5 separate regions of the Mus musculus genome follow, and regions 2, 3, 4 and 5 are each linked to region 1. The links are chromatin contacts, called in public promoter capture Hi-C maps. All regions are on one chromosome and are shown on one strand. Each heading gives the region's core, a stretch centred on a gene start, on an enhancer-like site or on the middle of the called end of the contact. The rest is flanking DNA. Distances are from core to core; before and after follow the strand shown. Region 1 holds the start of Sec31b (Sec31 homolog B (S. cerevisiae)). Region 2 holds the start of Sufu (SUFU negative regulator of hedgehog signaling). Region 3 holds the start of Psd (pleckstrin and Sec7 domain containing). Region 4 holds the start of Fbxw4 (F-box and WD-40 domain protein 4). Region 5 holds the start of Poll (polymerase (DNA directed), lambda).

Region 1 (6,321 bases), core at 1,685-4,184:
AATAACGGACAAAGTAGCCACATTTGTAGTCTAAGCCATAAGGCTCGTTGAGTAGAAGTGACTGGTGCAACCACTAAAAAGTCTTGGCTATGGGGGCTTCCAGGCAATCCAAGCAGATATCTGTTAACCTTCAAGGAGGGTAAGAATTGGTGGAAGGAACCATGGTGGCTCATGCCTGAAACTCAACCGAATAAAAGAAATGGTGTAAGTATGGTTTCTGGATTTTGTAAAATTGTGTGTGTGAGATATCCAAAGAGGATGACCTGAGTACAGTGCCTGTCGAGTTTCCCGTGACCACTGACCGAATGTCAGCTCATCTGCAGTGGCAAGTGAGTCAACACACACTCTGTTTAGGGGGTTGCTTCTTGACAAGAGTCTTACTATGTAGCTTTGGCTGAGATTAAAAGTAGAGTGTTTTCTTAAGGTAACTTCATTTCCTTTGGAAACCTGACCCATAAGAAAAATGTGTTTCTCCTGCATCAGTACAAATAAACCCATCAGACTTAGTCACTATTTTATTGCTCCGAAGAAAGACCATGACCGTAACAACTCAGGAACAGTTCATTGGGGGTGTGCTTACAGTTTTAAAAGCTTGGTCCATTATCAGCATGGTGGCAAGCATTGTAGGCATGATGATGGAGATGTAGTTGAGAGCTGCATCCTGATCTGGGTTGTGAGTGGGTAGGGAGGACGGATGGATAAGAGTCTGACTGGGCCTGCCATGGGCTTTTGATCTTAAACCCCACCCCCATTGACATACATCCTCCAACACGAACATGCTTCCTTACCTTCTAACCCTTTCAAAGAGTCCCACTCCCTGGTGACCAAGCATTCAGGTATACGAGCCTTTGGGAGCCATTCTTATTCAGACCATCACATCATTCAACTTAGATATGGGCTCCATTAGTGGATTATCTGGGCAGTTAAAAAGTGCAAAATTAGGGAGTGGAACTGAAAACGTTACTTTTTGAAGAATTCTTAGATTTATTGCGGGCTGCTGAGATGGCTCAGTTGGTAAAGATATGTGGTGAACACCTGATATCAATCTTTAGGCCCTACATGGTTGGAGGAGAAAATCCATTACTTCAAGGTGTCCTCTGACCTTTGCACATGTGCTATATATAGTGTGTGTGCATCCACACTTGCACACAGAATAAATGTCATTTTAAGAAGTTTTTTTTACAAAGATATACTCTTTAATCATCTCATTCTTAAATATTTATTTATTTATATGAATGTATATGGCTGTGTGCCACCAGGAAATGATGTTGGATATTCTGGGACTGGAGTTAGGCAGTTAGAAGCTGCAATGTGGGTGCTGGGACTTGAACCTTAGGACTTTAGTGCGATTTCTTTTGTGATGCTCCATCAGTGTGGTTGGTACTTCTGCTTTATTCCCTAATTTGGGAGTACTTTCCAAGGTTCAGCTGTGTGTGTGTGTGTGTGTGTGTGTGTGTGTGTGAGAGAGAGAGAGAGAGAGAGAGAGAGAGGAAGAGAGAGAATCTCCTGTAGCCCTGGGTGCCCTTGAACTTGCTGGGTAGCTTGGGTACCTGAAGATGACCTTGAACTTTTGACCCTCCACCCTGAAGCCACCACGACTACTGGTTTCTCTAGTGCTGGGAAATAAAACCAGGGTTTCAAGCCTTAGGGCAAGCAAGCACTCTCAGCCAATCCACACCTCTAGTTCCTAAGGCTCAGACCTTGTTCACTCCCCAACTCCACCCCCATCACCGGCTCACCTGTGATAGGACACTTAAAAAAAAAAAAAAGTTAAATGTTTAGTTGTAGCAAGAATGGTCCTGGCACAGATGGTGCCACACATGGGTGTCTATCTGGTTTCAGAACTGCCCATCAGATAATGGGCACCCCAGTTTCAGAGGTGACCCGGGTAGAACTCACCATGCATCAAGTGGCACTTTTGAACCAACTTGGGCATCTTCACCTGCCACAATTACCTCCACAGTTATCTCAACTTGAAAAGCATCTGTGATATCTTCACATTCTCTTTTCCTCTGCCTCAAGGTTTTAACTCTGTTATCAGCGACACCGGGTCTCCCTTGCTCTTGGGCCCCGGCTGTCTTGAATCCTTTCCTTTCTCAGTCAGGAGAGCCAGGGCAGCTCTCCTTCAGTCACCAGTATTAATCCTGACTTTCTTCACCGGTCCCTGGGCTGCTCTATTCCTCTTGTAATTGGGTCCCTGCCTTCCTCTCTTTTTTCTCCAAAGGGATCCATACTGCCAGATACAAAATACAATTGCCACTAGTGCCTCTGACCCAATAATTTTCAGTAATTCCCTGTTAACCGCAGAATTAATTGGTATTCCACAATTTATCTATCAGTACTTGTTCTTGATCAGTCTCTTTGACTTACTGTATGGGAAATGCCAGCATGCCCATTAGCTGCTTTGGCCCCCCTTTTTGCTGAAATATCACCTAGTGTTCTTTCAGCTCCAAGGAGTAATGCCCATGTCATGTGCCTGAAATCTTCCATGAAGTGCCTGGTTCACAGTTGTCTCTTTTTCCACACACAGCCGTTAATCAGTTTGTGGACACCCTCTACTAGTAGGCTCCAGTGTGCACCACTACTATTTACAACCTCGATTGCTTTTTAGCTAAATAGATCACACTGAGAGCTCATGGGCTTCCCTCACTTTAATAACTACATAATAAATTGAATTAGTGTTTTCCCTTTCTATACACAGGAGCCTGACTCAAATAGAATAGACTAGCATGTACTGGTGTGGGGGCTAGAACTGTGCAATCCCAGGGCAAGTGAGGCAGGCCCTGCTGGGAAACCTCTGCGCTATCGCTCTCGGTGCAGATTAGTGTTGAGGAGCTCAGCTAGGCGAGCAGAGGGAGTGGGTCGCCAGCTGTGGCCAGGGCAAATTGACTTTTGGCCCTCGGCAGCCGCCGTCCGCAGCGCGGTGCGCCCTTGGTTGGGACAGGACCGGCCCAGGCGGTCGCCTGTGACCCCTGACCTGGGCGCTCGGAACAGGTGGGTTTCCCCTGCGGGTCTGGGGTCCCGGAGCACCGCTCCTCCCACGGGAGGACGCCGGGGAGCTCGCCTTGACCACACCCGGGCTGCCACGCCTCTGGAGCACCAGTACGAATCCCCCCAGCTGGACCCGGTCCCGCTCCCCTTGCCACACAGTGTCCCCAACCCCGCCGAGGTCCAGCAGCGCTGCGCGCGCCTCCGACTGCCCCCCAAGCCTTGACTTGACCGGGCCCTCAGCCTGCACACTGTCGCGGTGCCCTGGCCAGTGGTAACTGACCGTCAAGCGCCTTGTATGGCAGTCAGCAGGCGAGAAGCCGTGTTGACCTTCTCCCTAAGGACTGGACTGCCAAGGGTCGTCCTCCCTGATAGTGGTTCCCCGACCCTATCAGCCCGCCACTGCTCTGGCTGTTCTGATCCTAACGAGGGTTTTTCTTATAAAATGATGCCTCAGAGCAAAGTGGATGAAAAGAGCATTTCTCAGCCGGGCGTGGTGGCGCACGCCTTTAATCCCAGCACTCGGGAGGCAGAAGCAGACGGATTTCTGAGTTCGAGGCCAGCCTGGTCTACAAAGTGAGTTCCAGGACAGCCAGGGCTATAAAGAGAAACCCTGTCTCGAAAAAAACCAAAAAAAAAAAAAAAAAAAAAAAGCATTTCTCCCGTCCTTCTGTCAATGGTTTAAGCACGTCATGAAAGCTTTGCTTAAATTAATATAATGGTTAAAAGCACGGGGTTTACATTGCGGCTTAGCCGGCTGTTTTCTATGTAAAACAAAGTAACAATTTATAGAAATTTCTAGTTGTGCCTGGCAAATGCGCTGTTGCTGGTCGCTGCGCTTCTGTACAGGATGGTTCTGACCAGCAGGTGGCACTGGTGACGAAATAGTGTAGTTCGCTGGTCACTGATAAAGCGGAGCTTCAGGAGTTTAGAAGCTCCCAGAAACAAGCTTAACTGACAGCCCCAAGCTTTTTTCAAGCTGGAAAGTACAATAGAGATTAAGTACTATTATCGCCTGCTTTTATAGGTGAGGCTGACCTGACTGGGTTGCTCAAGCAGGTCACAAATAGTTCTAAGTGTCCTTCTTTACCTTTCAGCCCTTTCGCTGGCCCGTGAGGATGAGACCTTGAGTATACATTAGAAGTGGAAATCACAGAGTTAAAATGAATGCGGTGTGGGGGCTTCACACTTGCCAAGTAGAGACAGGACGATCATTCTCAGTTACCTAGCAAGTTTGAGGCCAGTCTGGGCTACGGGAGACCATGCGCCCCCTCCCGCAAAAGGAAAGGGTCTGAAAAGATGGCTCTGTTGGTAAGAGCACCCGCTGGGTTCCCGGGGCGCTCACATTGTAGCTCACAGCCATCTGTAGCTCCAGTTCCAGGGGCTCCAACACTCTCTTCTGGCCTCTGAAGGCATTAGGTACCCGTGTGGTACACAGACATACATGCAGGCAACACACACACATATCTATGAATGTTATAATTTTAAATATATTAAGATAAGTTCTTACTTTGTATGTAGTCCACGCCAGGCTTGCCTGAACTTATGATTCTAATGCCTCAGCCTCTTGAATGCTTGGATCATAGATGTACATTATAGCTAGAAATATTTAATTATCCATTTCCCTTGGGAATTGGTACTCAGAGGACAGATGTGTGTCAATGACATAAATACAGGGTTCCCTGGCACAGATACAATATTTAAAACCAAGGGAATCAGGCAACGTCACTGAGAAATTACCTAGTTTGATGGTTATTGTCGGTAGAACTGTAGTAACCAATGTTGATTAAAGACCTTGGGAGTTTAGATAATCAGTTTTAGCCATTGGGTAAGCGAACTGTCAGATGAGCTTGTTTTTCTCATTCTGTTTTTTGCTGGACTACTTCATCTTGTAGAGAAGAGAGACCATCTCTGTGTCCACAGACGCTCCCTGGATCACTGGCCCTAAGATTTTTTTTTTAATTATTATTTCTATTTTTAGTGGGCCAAAGGTCATATATGTTTCCCGGAAACCATGAAGTTGAAAGAACTTGAGAAGCCAGCTGTCCAAGCGTGGAGCCCGGCCAGGCAGTACCCTGTGTATCTGGCCACAGGTACGATGACACGACAGACCAGGAGCTACTAGAAGTCAGCCATCAAAGGAAAACTCAGTATCTAGAATTCCTTAATGACCATGAGAGACAGCTGTAGGATTATGTCAGGTTGGGTACCTGGTAACAGCCTTGGACTAGGGCCTGAGGGCGGCACCTCATGCTTTCCTTGCGGTTACCTCTAGAGAAAAGGATGCTCCTATCTCTCTTCTGTTCTGTTTCCTCCCCGCTCCCTAACCTATTAGTACCCAGTATTTTCCCATGCATACATTGTTGCTCATTTGCTGCCTCTTCTTTCCTTTCCATGTGACTAGGAACATCTGCTCAGCAACTAGATGCCTCCTTTAGCACAAATGCCACCCTGGAAATATTTGAGATTGATTTCAGGGACCCTTCTCTGGACTTGAAACACAAAGGAATTCTTTCTGTCTCCAGCAGGTACTATGTTGGGTCTATGAGTGGGTATTCAGGTCAGACCCTGATGGATATACTGATAGAGGGTCCTAGGGGTGGTGTGTGCAATTCAGGGATCATGGGGGTGAGAAGTATGGGGAACAGGAGTTATGTTTCAGAGGAGGTCGTGCTGGTCAAAGGGACTTGAGAACTAACCACTTTCACCTTACTAGGCAGTGGCAGCAGCAGCAGCAGTATCAGGCAGCGTGCAGGTGATAGAGCTATCTTGCACAAGCCAGGACTACCTGTATCAGGTCTCCTTTTGAACCCATGGACATTGATTCCTCCCTCCCTTGGCTTTTGTTAGGACAGCAAGCTTACACAATACCACACTCTTCTGCCAACAAGGAGGATGACGAACGATCTCTCCTCATGGCTCTTGGGTGTTGATTGGGTGTCGCAGGTTTCGTGGCTCTTGCGAGCTGGATGCTCTGCTCGTAGGTTTCTTGGCTGTCTTGTGCAAGAGCAATGAAAAGAGGATCATTGATCCTCTCCTTTATAATGGCAGAAATGGCTGCAAGAAATCCTTGAGGAGCTTGGTAGGAGAGCACTATCACTGGGACCCTTCAGATTCTACTCAGTCCTCAGAATAAGCCTGAATTAGACATGCCACTACTTCCATTTTACATGGGCGATGGAAGCCTTAAGAAGGTGGACTTGGAATGGAAGCATGTTCCCATCTGAGTGCCAAGTCTTCTTCCTAGTATGTCACAGCTTTTGTCTTTAGACAAAGTCTTGCTAAGGCTGGCTTTGAACTCACTGTCCTCCCAACTCATCCTCCTGAGAAGCT
Region 2 (6,321 bases), core at 2,153-4,652, 1.9 Mb before region 1:
CAAACAGCAACAACTAAAACCTGCGTTCCCTCGGAATGGACAGGAAAACAGCAGACTTGTAAAGCACACTAAATGAAACCCCTCAGCAGAAGAAAGTGTGCAGCGAGCCCATAAACTCGGCATTTGAGCCGCCTCACGTGGACCACTCCACAGACCACAGAGTGGAGTTGGCCTTTGCCTGCCCCTGGAACATGGACAGGAGTGCACTCTGCAAGTGGGCTAAACTACTGAGGGAAAGCTAACGACCAAATAAAAGACATAGTACAAGAGATCCCAGCAAGTGTGCCAGGACCATGCAATTCAAACCCTATTTTAAAACCAGTAAGTCTGGTTTCATCCTCTTTGCCAGGATGTTACTAGCCTTTGTTAAAATCCTTATTCTTGGGGGAGGGGGGAGGCTAAGTTATTTATAGAAGTCATAAGAAAGAAAGTCACTAAAATAGCTTAGGATCTGCCCAAGGGAGTTAGGTAAAGGGACAAATCTCTATGTCTTTAACTGTGATTTCACCAAATCATTTGACTAAACCCATAACCAGCTGGATTTAGAAATGGTTTTGGGATGGATAGAGGAAAGAAAGGGACCCCATTAAGGCTGTAGAACCCTAAAAAAGAAAGATTCCATATTCTCCCCCAACTTCTGCTGCCAATCTCCCACAGCCCTTGATGTGGCCTAGGTCCGTCCAGCAACAAGCAGTCGCACTGTGCTTTCTGTCCTTTGCCCGACTGCTGGCACACTGCAGCTCCCGCAGACAGCCTCCCAAGAGAGGGCACATCGAGAAGAGGCTTTAAGAAGTGTCACAGAATGGCTATGAATCAAGCAAAGTTAGCCATATACTCAGTCAGATGGATGGGGGAAAAAATCAGATTTTACACTTAGGAAGAGATGCGGTCCAAGGGCCCAGGGGATCCCTTACCTTAATTCCCAGAACACTTTCTTTCTTTCTCTCTATAGGGTAGTTAGTTGCAGGACAAGACACCAGGCTCTGCCTCCCTACTTTGATTCTGTCTTGCTCGGCTATCTCAACTATCAAACAGCCAGAGTTTTCCTGGTGGTCAGGGACCACTAGCTAAAATGCTACCCCTCAAACCCCCAAAGAAAGCCCATAACCAGACCCAAGCAGTTTAGTCAGTCATACTGCTGTGAGAACTGAAGGGGCTGGTAAGATCCTACACATGAGGGATAGGAATAAACTTCAGTATCTCAATTCTGCAACTCCCTTTGAGTCTTAGAAAGAACCAGTTCCTAAGCTGGTTCCTCTTAGATTCCTGCATCTAGGTAGCATTTCTTACTTCACAAAGTGTTGTACATGCCTTTTCATTTGTTACCACATTCTGGTCTACTTCTGGGGATACAGCCTCACTGAAAGCTTATAACAGAAAGAAAATAGTATAACTACCCTTGGTCTTTGCTTCCATACCTCTAACAGGCAACTCTGTCTTGATGACCATGTAGGTGACATAAAACCAGGTGCCCCCTATTCTGCACAGGGACTTTCCCTCACACTTAAACAAGATCAGAGCAAACAGTATGGCAAGGTCAGCCCCGTTTTTCTCATGACATGGGACAAGTTCATCACAACTAATACAGAGGTGCCATTGAAATGGGTGATTAAGTTAGCAAGAGCCACTACCCACTCAGAAGCAATCTTCAAAACACTAGTCAGCCAGGAACTAGGCTGCCCTGCACAGATGCCTTGCCAGCATGGCTCCTGGCTACCCGGACAGGCTGGTCCCCAGACCCTCCTGGCTGTCAGTTTCCTTTGCATTATTATCCCAGTGACACACGGGGGGGGGGGGTAACCTCAGCTCTCTACAGCCCATCTCCCATCTCCAGAGGCAATAAGAGGATGCCACATAGGAAAAAGATTCAGCTTTAAAGGGTGTGTAACCTGCAAAGGCATCCCTCACTTCAGGACCACCATTTGCCAATACCCCAAGGCAAGGAACTTTTCAGGATCATACAATACAACGACTGCCTGCCTGAATGTGGCCACCTCTGAATCTATTTTTGGTTCAGAAAGACCACAAGGACTTGTCTCATAACACCTGTTTTGTCTGAAGGCTGACTGAAGAAACAGGATGCAAAAAAGAATAGGAGACGAGAAAGTGCCATTTCTACCCCCAAAGACAGCCAGCCCATTTGGAAACTGATCTTTTACAGGGCATCTTTAAACTTCGGCTGAAATCACGAAGACAAGACAGAATGCGCTTCTTCATTCCTCCTGCCCACTCAGGTCTCTGTCACGCACCTGGTGGCGAGCTATGATCCCCTTCAATCCCGAGCTAATGCTTGGCTCTCCCGAAACCTGTTCTTAACTAACGTCCTAAAGCTAAAGCAGCTGCAAAGCCAGAAGCAAGCTCTGCAGAGAGAAAGAGAACTGTGCAGAGTAAGCAAAAAGTTTATCTGGAAGAGCTGCTCTGTCAAACTTCAAGAGCAACAGCTTCGCACTGAATGACAGAAGCTCCTGCGCTCGGGAAGGTCCCGAAAGAAGACTGAAAGAAGGCCTCTCCTCAACTCTTCCCTCATCAAAGGCACAATGCCCTCATCTTGCTCCCTCCTAACCCACAGGGGCGTCCTGGTTCCCGGACCGCCCTAGACTACGCGGTCTTGTGCCCTCCAAAGCCCTCTCAAATGCTCTCCAGGCCCCGCCTCACTCCCCCCCCCATCCCACCCCAGCCGCCCCCTGGCTCCCCCAAGCCCACTAATGACCCACCACAGGCGCCCCCTCCTTTCTCCACGTTTACAGTTCGCTCTTACAGTCCCCCCTCCGCTTCTGTATACACCCCCAGTTCTCGGTTGTCCTAATCCGGGTTAACCCCTCACTACTCAAGGGATCCATTAACCCTTTGTCCCCATTCCCAACTTCTGTCCTAACTCCTTCCACAGCACCAGGAAGCTCCTGGTTCCCCAGTACTTAAACCGTTTTCTTCCTCCCCCTTCTGCAAATTACTTCGTCCCGGGTGTTCGAAGCTTTCCCGGCCGGACCCCGTCCTCCCGAGGCCCAGAGCATACCAGTACTTGACGATAGCGGTAACCTGGAGCGGGTTCGGCTGGTCAGGGTAGAGGCGGCGACACTCTCCGTAGATGGCGTGCAGTCCCGGGGGAAAGAGTGAAGCAAAGGCCGGAGGGGCACTAGGGCCAGAGGCCGGGGGCGCGGCGGGACCGGGGGCGACGCTAGGCCGCAGCTCCGCCATTGGGGCGCGTAGGGCGCGCGGAGAACCCGGGAGGGTAGAGGAGGGAAAGCGCCCCTATGGGCCAGCGGACCCACTGTGGATGAGACTCCCCGAGGCGATGGGGGCTACGGCGAGGTCTAACTCCGCGCCTGCGCACGAGGCTCCGTCCGCCCAAGCCGGAGCCTTCAAGACGTCGGCCAGAGGATGCTGTGGGACCGCGGGGAGCTCCAAGGGGCGGGGCGTCAGCGTGCCCTTTCCTGACACCTATTGGCTAGTGTCTTTGCCAGTCACAAGTGGGGAAGGCGTGACTTGACAATAGACTCCGCCTCCCTGCCCCTGGGTTGGGAGCGTCCCAAGGATCTTGGCCTCCCCCTAGTGTTAGGAGGAACCCAGTTTAGAACAGAGACTTGGTACCTTGAGGCGCCAGGGTCCTATGAAAGCTCTACACAACTACTAAGAAGCGCTTAATATTGTTTTACTAATACACAATTTTAAGATAAGCTTGACAACTAATTCATTAGACAGTATGTCATTATTATTAATGTTACAACTCTAATATTTCTTGGAACTATTGACAAAAAGGGTAACTCGAAATGTGCCTGGGGAAAATGCCTGGCTGTTTTAAAAAAAATTTACCTATTCTTTCTCTTCGCCTGGATGTTGTCATCCATCAAGGTCAAGAAAAATAATAAAACAATTTCTAAACCTTTAGATGATATTTTAGGCCCGTGGTTTTGTGGCATCCAACGTACAGGTATTTTTTTATAACCTCCATTGGCTTTTGCTTCATGGGTTTTGTCTTGTTTTGCTTTTTGTTTCATTTTTTTGTTTTTCGGGACAGGGTTTTTCTCTATAGCCCCTCGCTGTCCTGGAACTCTGTAAACCAGACTAGCCTCGAAAGAGGTGGGATTAAAGGCTTCCAGCACCACTCCCGGTGCTGCTGGGATATGTGTTGGGCAAGCATTCTACCACTGAGCGACAGATGTTTATTAATGGTTTGTATTGCCCAAGTGAAGGAATGGCTGAGAGATAGAACTACTCTGTAAAATTCAACCGCCCCTGAAGTACTGACAAATCCAAACCCAACTACTCACAAGTACTTCAGACTCCAAAATTTAAGAGTGTACTGGAAACCCCTTCGAAGGGATCTCAAATCCAGTCATGCAAGATAATCATCAACACTGTGGCTCTTTAATCTACAAACACTACAGACCCCACCATGTGTAGGAAATACACTGTCCAATCTCCTAAATCCGATCGGGCTGGGACCCGGTTTGGAGCGCAAGCCCTGGGGCAAAGAATGCTGGGGATTGTAGTTCCTCCGAGGCGAGGTCGGGCGGCTCCCTGGATGCCCAGTACCGGCGACTAGACTGCGCATGCGTGTCAGTGGCGTTTGCTGCGGACCGGGCTGGCAGTTCCTTCCTCGGAGGGAAAGATTCCTCTGCCATGGAGTCCTACGATGTGATCGCCAACCAGCCTGTTGTGATCGACAACGTGAGTAGCATCTTTCCTATCTTTAAAGGGACTGTGTTCTCCTCCAGGAAGGATTGTTTCCGCGGTTTCAGCCTAGGCCGCCAGCTCTTTGTCACTGGCTCGGCCTGTCAGGCGGGTTCAGCTGCCGCCGCCCGCGTCCTCCTCACATCCATAGTTTGAAGGCAGGGCGGCCAGCCAACATCCGTGTAATGGAGAATTTGAGGGTAGACAAAGGAAAGAGCTGTAGCCCGGGAAGGGTCCGTGGACCCTTGGCTCAGGGGGCCTTAACCGTTCTCTTAGAGCCCGACACCCGCCTTCGCTCTGGTTTTCCATCACTCAATTGGCTACTCTTGCTGTCTATCTTAGCCTATTGGTCCCGCCTTTGGGCCTTGCCGGATTAGAACAGCACTCCGCAGTCATTGGCTCCGGCGCTTGTCGCTCTTCCGGTCGCCATAGTGTTTCCCTTCTGTAAGGGGCGGTGCCGTGCAGTAGAGCTGTAGGGATTGGCTCGGCAACTCAGGGTGCGGAAGGCGATGGCTGGTCCACCGGTGAAAAAGGACAGTTTCCTTGGGTGTGAGCTGGAGGGGCAATTTAGTGAACTGTATCTGGGTGGGGCCGGACAAACCGGTACCAGAAATGGCCATGGGATTTCAGTTATTTTTGTGATTATAAATTATAGTTAGTCAAGGTAAAGAAGAAAGGGGGGTGACAAAGCAGGCGAGATGCTTTGATGTTTGCAGTGCCCAGGTGAGAGGCAGGGGGATTATCAGACACAGTGGTTGTCAGGTGCGCTAGCGTTTCCAGGACGCTTTGCACCAACATGCAAGTCGAAGCCTCCCAAAAAGTGAATGGTTAAGGAGGAAGTTTGCCCCTCTTTTCACAGTACGAACACGGAAGGTGGAGGTGACCAAGGTCATACAGCAATGGTGCCCCACAACTTCATCGCCTTATCTAAATGGCAATCCTTTGCTAAGCACCGCTCCACACATGCATCGATAAAGACAAATAGAAAGAACTTAAGTATTGCTTTTATGAGGAGGGACATTTGTCTTAATTTCTGAGTTTCACTCAAAGGTTTGGTCCCTCCCACACTGGTTAGAATCTTCCTACTTTCTGGGTCCCTCCCCTGAGGCAAACTACCAGTTCCCTCTGACCTAGGCTGACCTTTTCAGAGTCACTGTGATGTTCCGGCCCTCTGGGACCTGGACATGCCACTAGGTCCTTTTCTTTGTGTCGTAGGTGGATAGAGGTTGCTTTCTCCTGTTTATGCAGGAACAGGAGGATTGGGGAGGTTTTTCAAACCACCCACTTTAGGAGTTAAGGATCCAAGACTCACAAAAAAGATCCAAGACTCACACAGGAATCTGGTTCCAAGTTCTTCAAGGAAGGCGGTTTTATTTGTTGTGAATTTTTAAAAGGGAGGCTGAGGCTGGGGTGTATAGCCCAGATGGTATTGCTTGTCTGACATGCGTGAAATCCTGGGCTCCCTCCTCAGCACAGCATAAACTTTTGGTGTATAATCAGGTATAGTGGTCCGGGTCTGGAATCCCAGCACTAGAGAGGTGGAGGCAGGAAAGTCAGAAATGCAAGGTCATTGTTTGAAGCCAGCCTCTAAGATGTGGCATTGTTGGAAGCAGGGGGTGGGAGCAAGGTTAATTAAATGTGTTACTTTGG
Region 3 (6,321 bases), core at 1,559-4,058, 1.8 Mb before region 1:
AGGGGCCAGGAAGGAATTACAGACTCCAGGCTCATTTGGGGTTTCTGGTTCTTAGAGAGTACCAATCCATAGTTCCTTCCAGTGTTTCTAGATTACCCACCTTGTTGCAGAAATGCCAGAAATCAACTTTATGTGACATTTCTCAGTGTGTCAATCTTGGCTCCCAAGTCTGTTTATTTTTTGTTTTTGTTTTTTTTTTGGGGGGGTTGTTTTGGTTTTGGTTTTTGGTTTTGTTTTGTTTTTAATTGTACACTTTCTAGCCTAAAAAATGCCAGAGGTCTTTCTAATGGGTCTTTGACAAGTACAACCCACCTCCCTATCCCCAAAGTGACTGCCCACTTCCTACAGTACCGCCCCCATGCCCAGGCACCTGACACCGTCGCTTCCGACCCGAAGGCAGCCGGTGAGGTCTAGGTGCTCGAGCTGCGGGCAGTTTCGAGCCAACTCTTGAACCGCAGTGTCCCCAACATTGGCGTTGACTGCTAATGAGAGGCTGCGGAGGCCCGCGCCGCGTCTCTGCGCCAGGTACACGATGGCCTCGTCCTTGAGTTGACGACAGGCGGTGAGGTCTAGCTCCTCCAGAGCCGGGCAGCGGTCAGCGAGGCCACGCAGTGCCAGCCCGTCCACCCAGTCACAGTGAGCGAGGGAAAGGCGCTGCAGACGCGGGCAGCCCTCAGCCAGCGCCCCCAGGGCTCGGCGACTCAGTTGGCCGCAGCCGGCCAGCGCTACGCTCCGGAGCTGTGGATTCCGTGCCAGCACCGGCACCAGGTCCTCGTCCGACAGCCATTCGTGACACGGAGCCAGCGCCAGCTCCTGCAGCCCCTCAGCATCCCGCAGTAGCCGGGCTAGTGCCGCCCGTGGAATCTGTGGACCCACCTACGGGCGGGAGACACGGAGACTCAAGTCTGTCCCCGGGGCGGGCCACTGCCTGGCAGCCGCCTAACTTCGGGACTTTGCCCCCTGCCCTCCCAGAAGGGACACCGAGCTCCCTCCGAGCCGCTGCCCTCTGGAATTCTCCACGTCTCACCCGGGGTCGGGAAGGGTTTACCGCGCAGCAGGGGCTGGCCTGGAGGCGGGGCGACGGTGGTACCCACGCGGGGGCGTGGCGTGGGCGTGGCTCCGGGCCCCGGCTCACCTGAGCGGCGTCGAAGCGGCGCAGCCTCGCCAAGTGCAGCTGAACGAGCGCCCGGAAGGCGCGACTGACGCGCTGCAGCCGGAGCAGCTGGCGCAGCGGGACCCAGTTCAGGACGTGCGGGAGCAGCACGTCTTCCCAGGGCAGGTCCAGGAGCCTGAGGGGGAAAACGGCGTTGACGTCCCCGGGCCGCTGTTACGTGCGAGTCCTTCTGTTATACCCGAGAGTCCCGGCTGGCAAGAGGGATCCGCGTCCGGCCCAGACTCGGCTGCCCTCCCTCCCTAGGCCCCTCCAGTGCTCGGTACCTGACAGCTCCTGGTTCTTGCTCCCCTCCGGACTGCTCCATTGGTGGCTCCATCGCTGTCTACTGCGCGTGCGCAGTAAGCTCCACTCGCTTTGGCCTTGAAGCGGCTGCGGCGAGCCCGCCTCCTTGGTCGGAAGAGACAGACCGATTTAATCGAGTGCGGTCTCACTGAGAATCCTTGTCAGGAAGCTTTTCGGATGGATCCCGAAACTGAGGCAGAACGGACCAGTGATGTACCATTAGATGTCTTCTCAGCTACAGGGCTTGAAGCCCGAGGCTGGAGTAGCGGCGAGCGAACACTGCTTTCGGTCTCCGTTGCGGGCCAGTAGCCGCCTCTGAGTGGTGATGGGAGGAGCAGACAAGGCCAAAGGCAGAAGGGGCGGAGCCAGGACTCCTAGGTTACCCAGTGCCTCCTTCTGTCCTCTGGTCGCCTTTAAGCGACTTTGGAAAAAGAAAAGGGGGAGAGGCTGCCCAGACTATAACTAGCTGGTATGTACTAGGTGCTCAATAAGCAACTGCCAAAAGACTAGATTAAATGGGCGACGCTAGGGCTTTTACTCTCAAGCACACTTGTTTAAACCTGCCATTTCTTGTGAAATGCACAATCATGACATCCATCTCTTTCCACTTCAGGGCAGCGTAGTCCGGCTCTTTGCCTAAGGACAAAGGACTATATAGGACCAGCCAGGTCTGCTTTCCAGCGGTCCAGAGTCCGAGAGGAATTGCCTGCTCAGTGCAGGCCACTAGCCGTACTGCTTTGACTGGTCCTGGATTAATTGTAGGGACATTGTCTTCCCAAAGCTCAACCACTAGGCTCCCCTTTCACTGCACCCCCAGATACTAAGCCCAAGTCCCTCTCTGGAGAACCCCTGGCGTAATATTTTCCTCCAACATCTGAGGTGGGTGTGGGGCATGCGAAAGACTGTAAGACCGCTGCATCCTATCTACATGATTGCGTGCCCTTATGCAAACATTTCAGCCGCTTCGTAACGAAAACTGCTTCCCATCCTTATCAGGGGTTTGGGTACATCAGCAAAGGTAGGAAGGACCGTCCATTTTAAAGACAGGCAAATCGAGGCTCTAGGGAGAAAGCTCCCTAACCAGGATCAAACGAAGCAAGGATAAAGAACCCAGAAATCCTGGTTTTCCCAGAATTCCTTCTACACTACCTCATTACTGAATTGTAGCATAAAGAGAAAAGCCAACTAGCACCGGAAAGACACAAGAGGGTGAAGGTGGATGAGGGGATTGCTTCCTCGTCTCAGTCTACTTGGGGAAGGGGTAGCCTGGAAGGATCTCTGCAAGATTGATGTGGGCGCGCACCACCTCCGGGCGCGCGCCTCCACACCCCCCCCTTTGTTCGCGCCTCTGCGCTTGCGCATTACGACAAATCTGGCGCTGTCCCCTTCAGCACCTCGCGGAACTCGCGCCACCCCTCCCCGCGGTGAGCCCCGCGCACCCCCGCTTCGAACGTCCTCGCACCCTCTGGCCACCCGAATCGACCCTCTCTTTCTTCCCAGGTCATAACTTGCCGGTCTTGGCCTTCCAAAGGAGAATAGTTACCATAGTAACTCGTGTGGCGTTTTCCTAAAAGAGCCAGACCCTTTTCCACCCTGGCCAAGGGCACAAGGTTTGCCTGTGCTTCTTGTCCCAGTCTCGGGGTCATCCCTTCTAAACTCTCGTCCCTGAAAAGGCGGGACGATTAACCTAGGCAGTAAGGAAGTTCCTCCTGGAGTCTGATTTATCCTTCCTCTGCACTCCGGGTTGGGGTTCAGGACAGGACTCCTGGGTCTGAGGTTCAGAACCCCAAAGTGTTTATGACTGCATTCGCTTAATGTCCCTTCCATAGTTGGGTCTTCTGGTTTTAGGGGGCGGGTCCGATCTACTCCGTACCGTGTGCTTTGCGTGGCCGCGTGCTTGTGGGGGCGGGAGCGCGTGTGGCATGTAACAGGTCATGTGGCAGCCTCCTAGGGACACGCGTGGGGTCTGGAGCAGGACAGGCGTATGCATCTGGACCCTACGTGTGGTTCAGATGATGGACGAGAGAGAACTGAACACGAGTGGGGTGGGGCATATGAGGGTTTAGGGAACAGAATGGGGTCTTCCACATTCTCCCTTTCCTCTGGTGTGAGTCTTAGGTAGTGACTAGGTGGTGACATTCTTTGGGACTTAGGGCCCTGGGAATGGAGGGAGGTTGGGGGGGGGGGATTAGCGTTGCTTGAGCAGAGCGTGGGGAGGGGTGGAGGAGGGACTGAGAGGCGGGCGGGCGGGCCTGGAGCGAGCGGGAGCCTTGCTGCTTTTACAGCTGAGCGGGGCCCAGCCTCTCTGCCTCTCTTCGATTCCAGCTCCTGACGAGCAGCGGTGAGTACTGGGGTGCCTTGGAGGAGGGCCTTCACAGGGGAGGTCCAGGCTCCTGTTGAGCTTTAAGAACCTGTCTGGCTGGGGTGCTGCTCCTGACAGCTTTCTCTATGCTGCTGCTTTGCCATCAGAGGCCCGGTTTTCCTTTATGGTCTCTTCTGGGCTGGGCAAGATATTTCATATCCCTGGAGTTGAGGGAGAGGGATGTGGTGCAGCCCCCTCACCCACCCAGACTTGGTTACTGGTGTGGGGAGGAGAGAATGTGTGTCTCTGATTCTGTGAGCAAATATGCATTTGTGTTTATGATTGTGACGAGGAGGTCTCTGATACACCTGTTTCTGTGTGCATCAGAGAACGAGAGCCTGAATTTTGGGAACCTCTTTGTGTGCTATTATTTGGTGATGTGTGTGTGTGTGTGTGTGTGTGTGTGTGTGTAAGATAAGCATGTGCTTTTCCATCATACACATATTTGTTATGACTGTGATTGTATGAGGGTGTGTCTATGAGCAGTACTGCGTGTGTACTGGAGGGTGTTGCCTATGAATGTGTTAACTACTGATACTTTGTCCTTCTGCATGTGTGTATATGAATTCTTGTGTGTGTTTATACATGGGTGTGTGTGTGTGTGTGTGCATGTACTGGTATGGAGAATAGAATATCTATTCCCCACTCAGCAATCTATGGACCGATGTTAAGGCCTCTTCAGACCCTTCCTTCTCTCCTCTTCCCTCTCAACACTCCATCACCCCCATGCAACCCCCTTTTTCTTCCCTCTCCTTCAAAGAAGCATGGTTTCTCCTATTCTAAGTGAGGGTCCCCCATAAGTGGAACTGTAGAGGATACATGGCCTCTATCATCCAGAAGATAAGATTCCAGCCTCCACCCAAGAGAGAGTTCCCGGCTGCCCCAGAACACAACTCCATGAGCTGAATTAGCTTGCTCTTTCACCATAAAGTGATGCTCAGGGCTCCCAGACAGAAGAAGAGGAGCCCCTGGAAGCTTTCCAAAGCAGGAGTCCCCCGGATGGCTGATCCCACATTCCCAGGATAGGTCTCTGGACTTTAGAAGGCCCAACCCACCTTCCCATCTCTGTCTCTGCTGCCCCGCCTGTCTGACTCCAAAGCACTCCACCCATGTTCTCCTTCCTCTCTTGCAGGCCTGTCTGAAGAGCATGCAGCCCCCTTACTCCCTGCCTGGCCTCGCCATCCCTGCCCCCCCAGCCTGACCCCCCGGCTCCAGCATGGCCCAGGGTGCCATGCGCTTCTGCTCAGAAGGCGACTGTGCCATCTCCCCACCACGATGTCCTCGTCGCTGGCTCCCCGAAGGCCCAGTGCCCCAAAGTCCCCCAGCCAGCATGTATGGCAGCACAGGATCCCTTATACGACGAGTGGTGGGCCCAGGTCCTCGAGGCCGGGATCTGGGACGTGTGACAGCACCTTGTACCCCTCTGCGAGCCCCTCCCTCACCCCATATAGCTCCCTCACCCTGGGGACCCTCTTCACCCACTGGGCAGCCTCCACCAGGGGCACAGAGTTCTGTGGTCATCTTCCGTTTTGTGGAGAAGGCCAGTGTGAGGCCACTGAATGGCCTACCTGCTTCTGGAGGCCTGAGTCGGAGCTGGGACCTGGGCGGGATTTCTGCCCCCAGGCCCACCCCAGCCCTTGGACCTGGCTGCAACCGGAAGTTGCGGCTAGAGGCATCCACATCAGACCCACTCCCAGCTGGAGGAGGCTCTGTTCTTCCTGGCAGCAGGGACCCCTCACGTGGACCATTGGTCCCACCCCAGATCGGGGCAGATGGGCTTTACTCCTCCCTCCCCAATGGGCTGGGGGGGACCCCTGAGCACCTGGCCATGCACTTCCGAGGACCTGCAGACACCGGATTCCTAAACCAGGTATGAAATCTGCCTTGGGCTGCCTGGGGCCCTAGTACCTCAGCTAAGGGACAAATCTCAGCCCCTGTTGGACTGAGGTTTGTCTTACAGTCACCCAAATCCTTTAATGTCCTAAATGAGCTTTTATTGCCCTCTGTCACTGTATCCCTGCACCTTCATCTCTGTCCCGTGTGGTTTTCTTTCTGGAACTCCATATTCTTGTGTCTGTCTGTCTGGTTCTCATTGGGGTCCTGTGCCTTTCACTCCCTCTTTGGCTCAGGGGGACACCTGGTCCTCCCCCCGGGAAGTCTCCTCTCATGCCCAGAGAATCGCTCGAGCCAAGTGGGAATTCTTCTATGGCTCCTTGGACGCCCCCAGCTCAGGTAAGGCTTGAACTTAGCCCAGGGGAGGAGGGCAGGACCTTCTCTACAGCAGCTGAGGCCTGGCAAAGAGGCATCCCTTCAAACCTCCCTCCTGTTTGGCTTCCCTGGGCTCCTAAGTCAGCCAAAAGTCTCTCCAGGCTCCAGTCTTTCATCTGTGTCCTGAGGGTTGGGCTGGGCTCTGGAGGAAGCTGGATAGTAGAGGAGGGGAGGTCCAGATATCAGGGGTTACTCCTAGGACTAGAAAATAGTCTGGTTTCTTCATAGTTATTTG
Region 4 (6,321 bases), core at 1,262-3,761, 1.1 Mb before region 1:
TTTAATTGTGTATTTTAATCCTGTCATTTTACTGGGCTAGATATATAAAAAAAATTTTTTTTTTTTTTGCCTCTAGGTCTTTTAGTAAACAGTAGGTACAATCAACACGGATGAACTATTCTGTGAATTACAAGTTAAAATTATGTCAATTTAAATAGGGTTCTGAAACCACGCATTATATCCATCCTTGTCTTCTTGTCTGAGTGGTTCACAGCACACAAATGCATAATTGCTGACCTAACGATACCATCACTTCAACTTACAATGCCTCTACTTTAACAGACTTCTAACAGTCAGTATCATACATGAGACTAAGCCAATTTATAGTGATCTCTAAAGTGACAAGCTAGACTCTTTGGTTGTATTAAGATATGCCTTTTGCCATTTCATTTACATACCAACCATTATTATACCCAAATACTCTTCTAAACCATGGCCTTCGAATTTGGAAATTGTTTTCTGCACGAAGCCTTTGTTGTGTTTTCTAAGGGGATGTGTGCACGTGTGTTTTTGTAACAGGATTTGACCTGTAACTATCACTGAGAATTTTCTTAGAGGAGTTCAAAGCATTTTACAGGGATCATGTCATTTACCCTTCCAAAGTAAAGCATGCATTGATCTCCTCTACAGACCCAGAACACTAAAGGGCCAAGGTAGGCGGGGTTTTTGTTGTTGTTTTGTTAAGATCAAAAAGTAATTCTAGGGCAATTCCAGATTCCGGTCTGACCTTGTTACATGATGCTTTTGCAACCCTTCTGTGCTAGGTTTCCAGTGGTTTTCAGAACCAACGTCTTACTCATTCCTGGTCCTTAAAAATGTTAAAAGGTATAGATACAAAAGAAAAAATCTTCAATCATTTTTATATGGATTTTTGGGTTGTTTTCAAGACAGTCTGACTACAGACAGACCAGGCTGGCCTTTAAATTGTGATTTCACTGCCTCCTAAAGTGCTGGGATTACAGGTGTGTCCCACCACTCCTTGGTTCTTATATAGAGTCAAGAAAAGGAAACTTATTTTGCCTTTTTCCCCCCTTTTGGAGACAGGGTCTCAGTATGTAGCCCTGGCTGGCCTGAGATCTGCCTGCCTCTGGCTCCTCAGCTCTGGGACTATTAGCATGTTCTACCACGCCTGGCTCTCCTAAGTCTTACTTCCTAAGTGCTGTCTAATAGAGAAATAACACGGAATACAAAGATTTCTAACAATTATACGAAATATACTGAATTCAGTTCAGTATGTCCAGACTACTAATAATTAACATGTAGTTTAGAATTATGTAAGACATCTCACATTCTTTTTCCTGTCTAGCTCTTCAAAATCAGCTGTGTACCTCACTTATGCTTACAGCACGCTCAGACCTGGAGACCCTGCCTTTCACACACACAGAAAGAAGCCACATGTGATTAAAGTGGCCCCACAGATCCAATGGGACAGCATCGATCTGTACTTCTGAAGCTTAGATTGGTTCAGGTGGATCCAGTGGGTGGTATGGGAAACGGATCCCTAGTAATCTTGTAGATTCAGCTCTGCCTATGTAACGGCTACTAAAAAACCCCTGCTTGGCCACGTGCTGCTTCGTTTGGGAGCTGCGGACTCAGGATCTAGAAGGTTGGTTTTACCTCCCTCATTGTTGTCGAATCATACTGGGACAACCTACAGGACCTTGGTTGACATCCTTCGTGAGACCAAGGGCAATGGAACTTTCTAACGTCTGGCTTGCATTTTTTTAAGAATCTGGTTTGTGGCTTGTGGAAAGAAGGCATCAACCTGGGGAAGAGGAAGCCTCATGGGACCAAAAGGCCCCTTGAGGGCAGAGGCTCAACTTTGATAGTTCCTGAAGCCACAGGCTCCTCTTGTGACGTAGGTGGGAGTTTTCTGTGAACCTTTCAGCAATCTGTCTGTCTGTCTGTCTCTGTCTTTTTAATTTGGACAGTCTCTTGCTCTGTAGGCCAGGCCGGCCTTGAACTCATGGCCATCCTCCTGCCTTAGCCTCATGCCGGGATCACAGACGAGAGCCATCAAGCTCGCTTTCTCCATCCGGTCTTGAAGACACACGCTTCAACTAGATGTTCCTGGTGCTCCAGAAGATGGGGATGTCAGTGACCAGGTTGGGGTTCGCACCCCGAAATACAGGCGTGAGGGGCGGGTCTCGGCTTGGGCCCGCGCCGCCCCATGTGACCCGGTCCGACGTGGTGTCGCCTCCTCTCGAGGAGGCGGTGGCGTCTTCGGCTGTGCGTCGAGCCGGCCCCGCGGCCGCTCATGAGCAGCCAGGGCCGCTCGGGTCCCCCCGGGAACCGCGGGCCCAGGGAAGGCGAGGGCGGGGAGGCGAGGAAACTGCAGGAGGCGAGGGTCGCGCGGGGAAAGCAAGGGAAAGGGAAAGGGAAGGGGAAAGCAGGTACCGGGCACGGCGGAAGAGGAAGCGGGGCGGAAGGAAAGCCGGGCCTGCAGCCGGAGAGGAAGGCAGCGGGGCCGGCGGCTGAGGCAGGCCGGGGACAGGAAGGCGAGGGAGGCGAGGAGGAAAGGCCGAGAAGCTCCGGGAAGCGGGATGAGGGCAGCGCAGAGCCGGGGAAGGAGGAGCGGAGGGTCGGGGCCGGGCGGCGGGAGGACGACAGCCTGGAGAGAGGACAGGAGCAGGGACCTCAGGCGTGCGGCGGCATCCCGGGAACCCGGACGGCCATGGCGGAGGACGCGGCGGAGGATGCCGCAGCGGCGGCCGTGGAGCCGGCCACCCGTCCGGCCGCGGGGCCCGCGCTCTGGCGCCTGCCGGAGGAGCTGCTGCTGCTCATCTGCTCCTACCTCGACACGCGGGCCCTCGGCCGCCTGGCCCAAGTCTGCCGCTGGCTGCGGCGCTTCACCAGCTGCGACCTGCTCTGGCGCCCGATAGCCCGGGCCTCGCTCAACACCGGCTTCACGCGGCTCGGCACCGACCTGTAAGCGCCCGCTCGCCCGCCCGCTCCCCGCCCCGGGCCGGCCAGCGTCCTGGGAAAGGGCGGGGCGCCGAGGCCTGGTCGGCTCGGGACCGTGTGGCACCCGGAATACTGAAGCCCAGACTTGCCCCCCACCCCCTCCCTCTCCCCTCCCCCAGCACCCTCGAGGAATACTGGTGTCACCCCTCTTCAAGATTCCCCAACCCGAGGAAACTTCCGGAGAGCATTCCTCAGTCGGCACCCTCCCCCGTGGGCGGCTACTCACAGTTAGCCATCCTAAAATGAGTATTCCCAAAGGTTTGGCTCCCTGGGTTCCTTGCCCTGTGTCCTGTGCGACAGACAGGACCTGAAGGGTGACTCCTGCTGGTTCTAGGGCCCAGGCCCAGGTCCACCAACGTGGTTTTTGTGGCCTTTCGTCCTGCCCACCCTCTCAAAGGTTGTTAGGTTTCAGGGCTCAGATCAAATTAAATGTGCAGAAAAGGGCTCAGAACCTTAAAAAAACAAAAACAAAAACAAACAAAAAAACCTTTCAGTTCCATTGTCAACCTATTTTAGGACTTAATTCAGGTGGAAGGACCCACAAAAGATGTCTGTGTGAGGCATCAAGTTGGATTTGGGGTAGGCGGTATCCAAGATAGGCAGTTTGACCTAGTAATATCTGAGACCCGTGGATGCAAACCATTCCTAAAACACTCAGGCTGTTAAACAGGAAGGGGAGAGCGTGTATGACAGTCACAGAACTGGTCAGGATAAACGCTTTCAGACTGCACCCTGCTCTTGCTTTGTTGTAACATATGCGAATATAATAAAGTTTTAAAAAACCGTAAGAAATGATCATTTGATGCACTCCTATTTCCATTTTAAAAGTTTTTCAGTTGCACACCCCCTAACCCTACTACCCCCCACCCCCCACCCCACTTCCCCATCCTAACAGAATGAATGCTTAATGAATGATGTAATAGATTTGGAGGTATGTCATACGCCATGACATAATTTGTCTTGAATTAACTCCTTAGAATAAAAATTTCAAGGTAGCCACTATTGGATTAAAGGTTTTGATGGGCAGAGGTCACAGTATACCAGCAAAGAATGAGTGAGCCGGTTTGATGAGAGAATTAAACCACATCTTTAGTGGGTGAGTGATAGTAGCCAAAGCTCTGTTATTTTGTATCGCTCTGCGCTAGCCAGGATAAATATTTTGCCATGTGTCTGTTTCACCTGTGAGACTGTTTCTTCCTACTCCTTGTCTCTGGGGTCTTGGTGTTTTTGTTATAAATTTGGAATTTTTCTGGGTCATAAATGTTTGACTCTTGTCTGTCATCTTTGATGATAGAGGTACATTTTCCAGTCAATTTTTAATTTTATTGTTATTAGAATTTTATGTTTCATTAGAATCTGCTCCTCCCCCCTTTACCTGAGAAATTTATAATCTTTCCACAAGCCTGACAAATTTGATTGCCAACTAGTTTTTTGTTAACTTTTTTTTTTTTTTAATGGCATTTCAATGTCAGTAGCACTTGTTTTGGTGTAAGGAGTGAAATTCTCTTATTATATTTTTCTCTAAATGGTTGCTCAGTTATTGCTACACCTTTGGCTAAGCAATTCCCCCCCCCCCCCCATTTTGTTTTAGAACGCTTACATTGCTGTATGTTGAATACACACATACATTTGTATATTCACTTTATATCTGAACTCTCACATTTTTCTCCTGGCTTATCTTCTCATTTCCATAATATTTTAAGCATGTTGCTCCTTGATAGAGTGTGATATCTGCTAGGGTTAGATTATACTTGCTGTGTTAAAATGTCAGCATCATTGTTCAGCTTGCAGTTCATGACCAAAACCATTCTATGCCTTTTTAAGGATTTTTGTGGTTTTCACTATAAAGTTCTAACATACCATTTTTTATTTATTACTGATTTGTTCCTGTGTGCTCTATGTTTATTAGAAAGGCACTTTTTCTGCATGCTTTCTAATGTGTCATCCTTTAGTAAGTTTTCAACATGATTGTCTTGTTTAAAGTATTCTATTCTAATATAATTTGTTGATAATGATTCCTTTGCATTTTATGTGTATGTAGTCTTATCACCTGTAAATATGAGTATTCCCCCCCCCCGCTTTTTTTATCTGAATAACTTTTTTAACCCAAAGGGAAAAGAACCAGAATTATATGTTTGCCTCTCTAGTAGTCTGTAGTAAAGTTTACTTGTAAACATTTTATGTGCTTTTCTTCTCTTTATGTTCTTAACGGCATATATTCACTGTCTATAGTACTGGGTTTCAGAAAGGCTTTTTTCTTTTAGACGGATCATGTGCTTGGACAGAGTAACTCATTGAAGGAATATTGAACTATAATAGAAGTTGGCTAAAATGCCTGGGATTCAAGCCAACCAAAGCAAAGTTTGGCTTTCTGTTGCTCCTTACAGTAGAGAATGAAAGAGTCGATGTTTATTTTTGTTTTCCTTTCTGATATTCTAAAAGCGAGAAATCGAGACTGATAAAATGAAAATGAATTTATAGTATAAAGTACTTAGAGTCTGCCAAATGGTATTTGTTCTGCTTTCCCGTTATTAGATATGTGTGTCCTAGCATGAAGCATTGTCCTTCCAGAGGAGTTGTGCTGCCGTGGCAGTTGATAAAGAGCAAGGGTCACTGCTCTGTTTTCTGGGTTGAGGGGAGAAATTATGCCTGTTGTAGCAGGTGGAGAGCATTTACCAGTGTGGCCTGCTTCTGGACAGCTGCAGAGACTTCATAAACCCCAAGAGAGGCAGTTGTCATCCCTGAAGAGATAAGGCCATGTACCTTAGTCCGTTCAGAGCATCAGGGCACCTTCACCCTGAGTGCAGAACATAGCTGCTTGCATAAGGTGGCTGTTCATGCTTTGGACTGACTGCACAACAGACACTCAAGTAGTTAGCAGTACAAAACTCTTAGTTTTATCTTCTTAAAGACTAGGAAGACCACCATTCTGTCAAATGAGTTGTGACTGTGCTTACTGCTAGAAGGCCTTCCATGAGGACTTTTCATTTTCCGCTGTCCCCCTTTATTCTGCCTATGTCAGAAGTGGGCATGGTTTGATTTGGAAGTACTGCCTAACGACAGGAGGGACACATACACACAAACACACACAAGACATCTTGAATGGTTTCACAAACATGACAGCAGAGCCTGTGGGCAGAGGGACTGCACTTACAGCTTTAAGGGCCTTCTGATTTTCAGAAACACTAACTGCCAAGATTTACTGACCTTCCGGCCCAGGGCAAGCCCTGCTCAGGTTAGCTGTTCCTAACTGATGGTAGCTTTGTTGAGTAAGATGAGCTGCTTTGGTTCCTTCTGATTGGTTAATGGTTTATACTTGTGCTTGAAGGCATTTGAGCCACTTAGAAACCACAAACA
Region 5 (6,321 bases), core at 1,527-4,026, 1.0 Mb before region 1:
GAGGGCCTGATGGATCCCCAGCATCCATAGACTGGGGCAGTGACATGAACATATAATTCCTCCACTGGGGGACGCAGACGCAGCACACACACACACGCACGCACACACACACACACACACACACACACACAAATGTTTAAAGAGTAAAAACCACCGTGGCAACTGTGAGGAAAGACACCCTAGTCTGACATCTGGCCTCCACATAAGCACACACAAAAAAAAAAAAAAAAATTAAAAAGGAAATTTGGATACACATGATGACATTGATGAACTCTGAAAACCTTTTGCTCTGTGACATAATTAAATATTATTTGATTCCATTTACATAAATCTCTTAGTCAATTTAATTGAAATACAAAGTAGCTAGGGGCTGAGGAAGAGGGGTGTGGAGTTGTGTTTTCTGGGTGCAGAGTATTGGCTTTGAGAATGAAAACTTTTGGAGCTAGATATTGGTGACAGGTGCAAACAGCAGGACCGTCCTTAGTGACCCCTAACTACACACCTAAAATTGATTGTGACAGTACATTTTGTGCTGTATGTATGTATGTGTGTGTTATATAAAATAAAAACAAAAACTGGGAGCCAGGTGTGGTGGCGCACTCGGGAGGCAGAGGAAGGCGAATTTCTGAGTTCGAGGCCAGCCTGGTCTACAAAGGGAGTTCCAGGACAGCCAGGGCTATACAGAGAAACCCTGTCTCGAAAAACCAAAAAACCAAAACTGGGTCAGGCATGACAGTACATGGCTTAGGCCGGAATGTATTCAAGGCCAGCTCAGAGCAGCCAAGACTACATAGTGAGACCCTGTCTCAAAGAAAAAGACCTCTGTCTTGTAAAGTGTGTCCCAAAGCTGCATACTGTGTGGCTGTGACACATGGCCATCAGTCTGCATCTCTCCATTTTCTCCCACTTCCTCTTACAGCCTATTTTCCCTGTATCTGGCCCCGGATGCTGTGCAGGCAGTCCCCGAATGGTGCCTTCTTTCCTAATACTTGACATTTTGCCATACACTCTCACACTTATACATGTGCACACTTCTTTTGTCTCTATGTGTGATTCCTTCATCTCCACTTACCAAGTAACTATTAAAAATTCCTTAGGGGCTAGAATATCACCTCTTCTATTTAGTGATTATCCAAAGAGAAAATTATTTTCACCTCTGTGCTTTCTTAGCATTTCACAGACTATCTCAATCTTTCCTTCCTTCCTGTCTGTCTGCCTGACTTCCTCCCTCCCTCCTCCCTCCCTTCCTTCCTTCCTTCATTCCTTCCTGAGTCTCCTGCCTTGACCTCCTGAGTGCAGAGATGGCAGGCATGGGGCTATCCTTGCCTTTCTAAGATCCCAACCTCTATTTAATACAAGCTGCTATTTCCTTACATATTTTTTTCTTGATAATTTTATGATCCCAGGAAAGCATAAGCCATGGTTGTCGTCTTCTTGTTTGTTTTAACTTTGCTATTGTCTGTTTTTTCTATCTGCTCTAGCACAGAATTTGGCACATGGCAATGGGTTCCCTAAATGCTGTAGGGTAGGAGCAAATGAAACCTGATTTTAATTTCTGTAAACTTCAGGCACCTGCCTGTGGATGTTTTAAAGCTAGCTGTTAGCTTTAAAGCCTCAGGAATTCAGACCTAAGGCACCCTGGCTGCCAGGTGGGTGGGTCTGTGAAAGACCTCAGGGGCACAGGGCACTTAAACTGGCCACTTGCAGGATGAGGAAAAGCTGACATCTCAAGCTCCTGTTCTTAGTCATTTAGACCTTAGCCCTTGCTCTATCTCCCCTAAAGATCAGGGGGCAATTTAAAATCCACATCATAAACAAAACATAGTTAGAAAACAAGGACCTGGGCTGGTGAGATGGCTCAACAGGTAAGAGCACCCGACTGCTCTTCTGAAGGTCCTGAGTTCAAATCCCGGCAACCACATGGTGGCTCACAACCATCCGTAACGAGATCTGACTCCCTCTTCTGGTGTGTCTGAAGACAGCTACAGTGTACTTACATATAATAAAAAAATAAATAAATCTTTAAAATAAAAAAAAGAAAGAAAAGAAAAAGAAAACAAGGACCTTAGAAACAACACTGGTAGCCCACCCACTTCATTTTATAATTGAAGAAAATGGGGTCCTAACAACTGAAGAGGTGAATCGATGTTAGAGTTGATCTAAAACCCTGGTGTCTCCTTTCTATGCCATTGGGGCTGCTGTCATCAATAGGACCCCCAAATTGAGCTGCATGGATCCCAGATGACGAATTATACCTGATTATCTGCAAAACCTGGGTTTGGTCTAAAACCTTCCTGGGTTTCAGTTTCCTCGTCAGTCAAATGGGGTGCAGAATTAGCCTCTTGGTACAGCCCTGAGGGACGATGATGAATGTAAAATGAATTATTGGGAAATACCAACAAAACTCTGAGCGGGGAGAGATGATATAAGGAACTCTTGAGGTGGGTGACCAAAGACTTGGGTTCCACTCGGGTCATCTCCCTGGGCCGGTTTCCTCTGCAAAAGCAGGAAGCTGGCATGGCTGTAGGCTGCTGCGACAGGTCCAGCTCTGCCCACCCAGGCTGAGGCCCTCCCTGGGGGAGCGGGCGCATAGAGCCCGCCCTGGGGGGAAGGACGAGGGGTCTCGAGTTACCATCCTGCAGCAGTGCCGTCTTCTCGGCCGACCGCAAAACCTCCAACCAGCTAGTCACCGCCATCTTCCCTCCGCCCAGGAACGCGCCGGGCCACTGCCATGGCAACTACCCGACCGATGATCACTTCCGGATGACCCGGGAAGTATTCTGGGAACTGATTTTTTTTTTTTTTTTTCCCCTCTACCCCTTCCTCCCCCAATCCGTTTTCATTGGCTCCCATGGTGAGTTTATTTCTCTTTGCCGGGAGATTCTAACCTACTTTGGACCGGTCCTGGGGCCGGGTGGGGTGGGGATGCTCCCAGAACTTTTAGGGATCCAGCACCAACTCTCTTCTGGCCCCAGCTGGGAGTCCCTGGTTCACACCAGCTGCTCACAGTGGATGTGGCACGTCTGCTTCGGTCTTGCCCACCTCCAGCTGTGAGGGCTCCCTACATCTGCTGCGGCTGCACTCCACCTCCCTGCAGCTGCGGGGCTCAGACCCGCGCGATGGGGCTGCTGCGACAGGGACAGGTGCGCAGCGTGCCCACAACTTTCCCTGAAGCCTCACTCCCCAGGTTTTCTTCTGCGAATGCACATTGAGGCTAGAGAAAGATGATGCGAGGTTTATGTGACATGTCCCTTAGACTCCAATTCGTTGGGGAGATGAAGACTCTCCTAAAGATGTAGTCCGGTTCCCAAACCCGTCATCATTTTGGAAAAGTCTCTTGGAAGGGGACGCAGAGGCTGACTCTGCGCTATATTCCTCCCCCCACCCCCACCCCATGTTGTTTCCTTTCGATCCACACCTCCCCTACACCCACAAGAATCCCAACCTTTCCCTGGCTTCCCTCAGTACGACTAGGGTTGAAAGGCTGGTATGTGTGTGTGGCACTCGGATTAAATCACTTAAGTTTAACTGGGGTTTCCGAGACCTCTGAGAAAGGGACCTGTTACCCCTAAACCCCACCTCTATGCCAAATTATTAAGGGCTGGCTCTCAATCCTTTAACAGAAAGGCCAGGATCCAGCGCCCTTCAATGGACCCTCAGGGCATCGTGAAGGCCTTTCCCAAGCGGAAGAAAAGTCATGCAGATCTATCTTCAAAAGCACTTGCAAAGATTCCCAAAAGGGAGGTGGGAGAAGCTAGAGGTGAGCCGGTCCACCCTCACACACTGGAACGTTCAGCCTTCTTGTTTTCAGCTAGAGTCAGATTAACAGAAGTGACCTAACCTGTGGCCAAGATCAGGTTGGCCTCAAACTCGAAAAGCAAAACAAAACAACAAAAAAGGAAGTTTGCTGAAAAAAACAAAACAAAACAAAAGCAAAAACAAAAACAAAAAACCCCTGGGGGGTATCGCTAGCAAGCAAGCCTTTAGCCTTTAATCCCAGCACTTGGGAAGCAGAGGCAGGCAGATTTCTGAGTTCGAGGCCAGCCTGGTCTACAGAGTGAGTTCCAGAACAGCCAGGGCTACACAGAGAAACCCTGTCTTGAAACTAACCACCCCCCCCCAAAAAAAGGAAGTTTGTTGTACGTTTGCGGTAGAATTCTTTGAAGGTATTTTGTTCTCTGGATGGCAGGAAAAGGAAGGGAGGTGGCTTCGAACAGTTCATTATAGCTCTGACCTACAACTGTAATCCCAGCTCTTAGAGGTCAAGGCAGGAGAATCAGAAACTCAAGGTTATCCTCTGCTACATAGTCAGTTTGAGGCCAGCCTGGGCTACATGAGACCCTATCTCAAATAATAGTGCAATAAAATTAATAATAATAATAATAGCTATGGTGATACCACTTGAATATCCTCTCCACAGGATGGCTGAGCTCCCTGAGAGCCCACATTATGCCCGCTGGCATTGGACGTGCCCGGGCTGAACTCTTTGAGAAGCAGATTATCCACCATGGCGGCCAGGTGTGCTCTGCCCAGGCCCCAGGAGTCACTCACATTGTGGTGGATGAAGACATGGACTATGAGCGGGCTCTCCGGCTCCTCAGGTTGCCCCAGCTACCCCCTGGTGCCCAGCTGGTGAAGTCCACCTGGCTGAGCTTGTGCCTGCAGGAGGGAAGGCTGACAGACACGGAAGGATTCAGCCTTCCCATGCCCAAGAGGTTGGCAGCTCTTAGCCTTTCTCAGGTGTTTGTTGATGATGTTTGAGTTTCCATCTTGAGTTATTGAAAAAAAAAACACTCGTACTTTTTAAATTGGACATATTTGGAAACCAAGGTTTCTGTATAGAGAAAGATTGGGGTGGGGGTGGGGGACAGAGACAGGTAAGAATTTGATACCCTAACTCTCTGTGACCTCCCCTGCCCTCTAGGTCCTTGGATGAACCACAGCCCAGCAAGTCAGGCCAAGATGCTTCTGCTCCTGGCACCCAGCGGGATTTACCCAGGACCACCCTTTCTCTTTCCCCTCCTCACACCAGAGCTGTATCTCCTCCCCCAACGGCAGAAAAGCCATCAAGAACCCAAGCCCAGGTGAGGAGCCTCCCAGCCCAGGGTGCTGATCACAGAAATGGAAGGACCTGGAGGTTAGACAGAAAATTCTAGGTCTCTCTCAATTATGCACCTGTCCATCTCTTCCCAACATTTTTCAGTTCTGCATTCAACTAGTTATGTCTGCCCCAGGCTGGGGTCTTTTCCTTGAGTCAAAGCAGGAGACGCCTCCCCACCAGACAGCGCTCTCTTCTTCTATTTGCAGCTCAGCTCAGAGGATGAAACCAGCGATGGAGAAGGGCCCCAGGTTAGCTCAGCAGATCTGCAAGCCTTGATCACTGGGCACTACCCCACTCCCCCTGAGGAAGATGGTGGGCCTGACCCAGCACCAGAAGCTCTGGATAAATGGGTCTGTGCACAGCCCTCGAGCCAGAAGGCAACTAACTACAATCTGCACATCACAGAGAAGCTGGAAGTGCTGGCTAAAGCCTACAGTGTCCAGGGAGACAAGTGGAGGGCCCTGGGCTATGCAAAGGCCATCAATGCTCTCAAGAGCTTCCACAAGCCTGTCAGCTCCTACCAGGTACGTGGGGGAAGGGGGTTGTTTCTTCTTTACTCAGTACTGGTTACAGCAGCACTAGTCATTAACTAGTGGTTAACTGTAGTTACCAGTGGGTATCCGACTTAGTGCTTAAGAGTTTATAATGAGCCGAGCGTGGTGGCACACGCCTTTAATCCCAGCACTCTGGAGGCAGAGGCAGGCGGATTTCTGAGTTCAAGGCCAGCTTGGTCTACAAAGTGAGTTCCAGGACAGCCAGGACTATACAGAGAAACCCTGTCTCAAAAAAACAAAACAAAACAAAACAAAAAAAAAAACAAAAACAAAAAAAAGAGTTTGTAATGGCTGGGATCTACATACAGAGACAAACTGATAGAAGGGGGAGGGGAGGAAAACAGACCAGCATTAGGACTAGAAAATGGGTGCTTAGGGGCTTATTACATACACTGTTTCCTCTACATCTGAGTGTTTTATATGATAAGTTTAAAGCCAGGCGTGGTGGTTCATACGTTAGACTCTGGGGTCCATTGATTATGGACTCTAGGCAAGTTAGTTACTCTGTCAGTTTTCCAATCACTGGAAAGGAATGAACAACTATAGGCCATTCACAGGGGTTTTGTAAGGTTGGAAGATGATCTCAGTAGCACAGAATGACATAGAGTAAGCCCTCAGGCAGTGTGGTGCAGGGAGCCTTCAGTCAGGCAGTGTGGTGCAGTGAGT

Evidence for each region. Promoter capture Hi-C pulls out the DNA fragments that hold promoters and counts their contacts.
Region 2: a contact with region 1 is called in a promoter capture Hi-C map of liver, with 3 times the contacts expected there. The contact joins the promoter of Sufu here to the promoter of Sec31b in region 1. A contact is called at or near these places in 3 of 39 promoter capture datasets (liver and pre-B cells), 1 of 484 Hi-C or Micro-C datasets (B cells) and 1 of 115 datasets of contacts at active chromatin or transcription factors (embryonic stem cells).
Region 3: a contact with region 1 is called in a promoter capture Hi-C map of pre-B cells, with 5 times the contacts expected there. The contact joins the promoter of Psd here to the promoter of Sec31b in region 1. A contact is called at or near these places in 3 of 39 promoter capture datasets (liver and pre-B cells).
Region 4: a contact with region 1 is called in a promoter capture Hi-C map of liver, with 5 times the contacts expected there. The contact joins the promoter of Fbxw4 here to the promoter of Sec31b in region 1. A contact is called at or near these places in 3 of 39 promoter capture datasets (hippocampal neurons and liver).
Region 5: a promoter capture Hi-C map of liver shows a contact between it and region 1, with 3 times the contacts expected there. The contact joins the promoter of Poll here to the promoter of Sec31b in region 1. A contact is called at or near these places in 2 of 39 promoter capture datasets (hippocampal neurons and liver), 1 of 484 Hi-C or Micro-C datasets (uterus) and 1 of 115 datasets of contacts at active chromatin or transcription factors (pancreatic cancer cells).

The regions. Positions count from the first base shown.
Region 1 is chr19:44,542,461-44,548,781 of GRCm38.p6, reverse strand. Sec31b (Sec31 homolog B (S. cerevisiae)) reads left to right here and starts at 2,934. Exons shown (of 26, transcript NM_001033343.1): 1 at 2,934-2,994; 2 at 4,970-5,081; 3 at 5,393-5,516. The coding sequence starts at 5,003. It also overlaps a transcript of Ndufb8 not described here.
Region 2 is chr19:46,393,977-46,400,297 of GRCm38.p6, reverse strand. Sufu (SUFU negative regulator of hedgehog signaling) reads right to left here and starts at 3,402. Exons shown (of 12, transcript NM_001025391.2): 1 at 3,014-3,402. The coding sequence starts at 3,195. It overlaps Actr1a (ARP1 actin-related protein 1A, centractin alpha), which reads left to right and starts at 4,557. Exons shown (of 11, transcript NM_016860.2): 1 at 4,557-4,668. The coding sequence starts at 4,621.
Region 3 is chr19:46,323,643-46,329,963 of GRCm38.p6, reverse strand. Psd (pleckstrin and Sec7 domain containing) reads left to right here and starts at 2,808. Exons shown (of 18, transcript NM_028627.2): 1 at 2,808-2,880; 2 at 3,742-3,797; 3 at 4,951-5,688; 4 at 5,948-6,050. The coding sequence starts at 5,035. It overlaps Fbxl15 (F-box and leucine-rich repeat protein 15), which reads right to left and starts at 1,780. Exons shown (of 4, transcript NM_133694.2): 1 at 1,438-1,780; 2 at 1,136-1,289; 3 at 371-876. The coding sequence starts at 1,490. Cuedc2 (CUE domain containing 2) reads left to right here. Exons shown (of 9, transcript NM_001164291.1): 9 at 1-152.
Region 4 is chr19:45,656,383-45,662,703 of GRCm38.p6, reverse strand. It overlaps Fbxw4 (F-box and WD-40 domain protein 4), which reads left to right and starts at 2,511. Exons shown (of 9, transcript NM_013907.2): 1 at 2,511-2,928. The coding sequence starts at 2,675.
Region 5 is chr19:45,557,019-45,563,339 of GRCm38.p6, reverse strand. Poll (polymerase (DNA directed), lambda) reads left to right here and starts at 2,776. Exons shown (of 9, transcript NM_020032.3): 1 at 2,776-2,854; 2 at 3,624-3,760; 3 at 4,421-4,715; 4 at 4,925-5,084; 5 at 5,308-5,625. The coding sequence starts at 3,649. It overlaps Dpcd (deleted in primary ciliary dyskinesia), which reads right to left and starts at 2,755. Exons shown (of 6, transcript NM_172639.3): 1 at 2,633-2,755. The coding sequence starts at 2,696.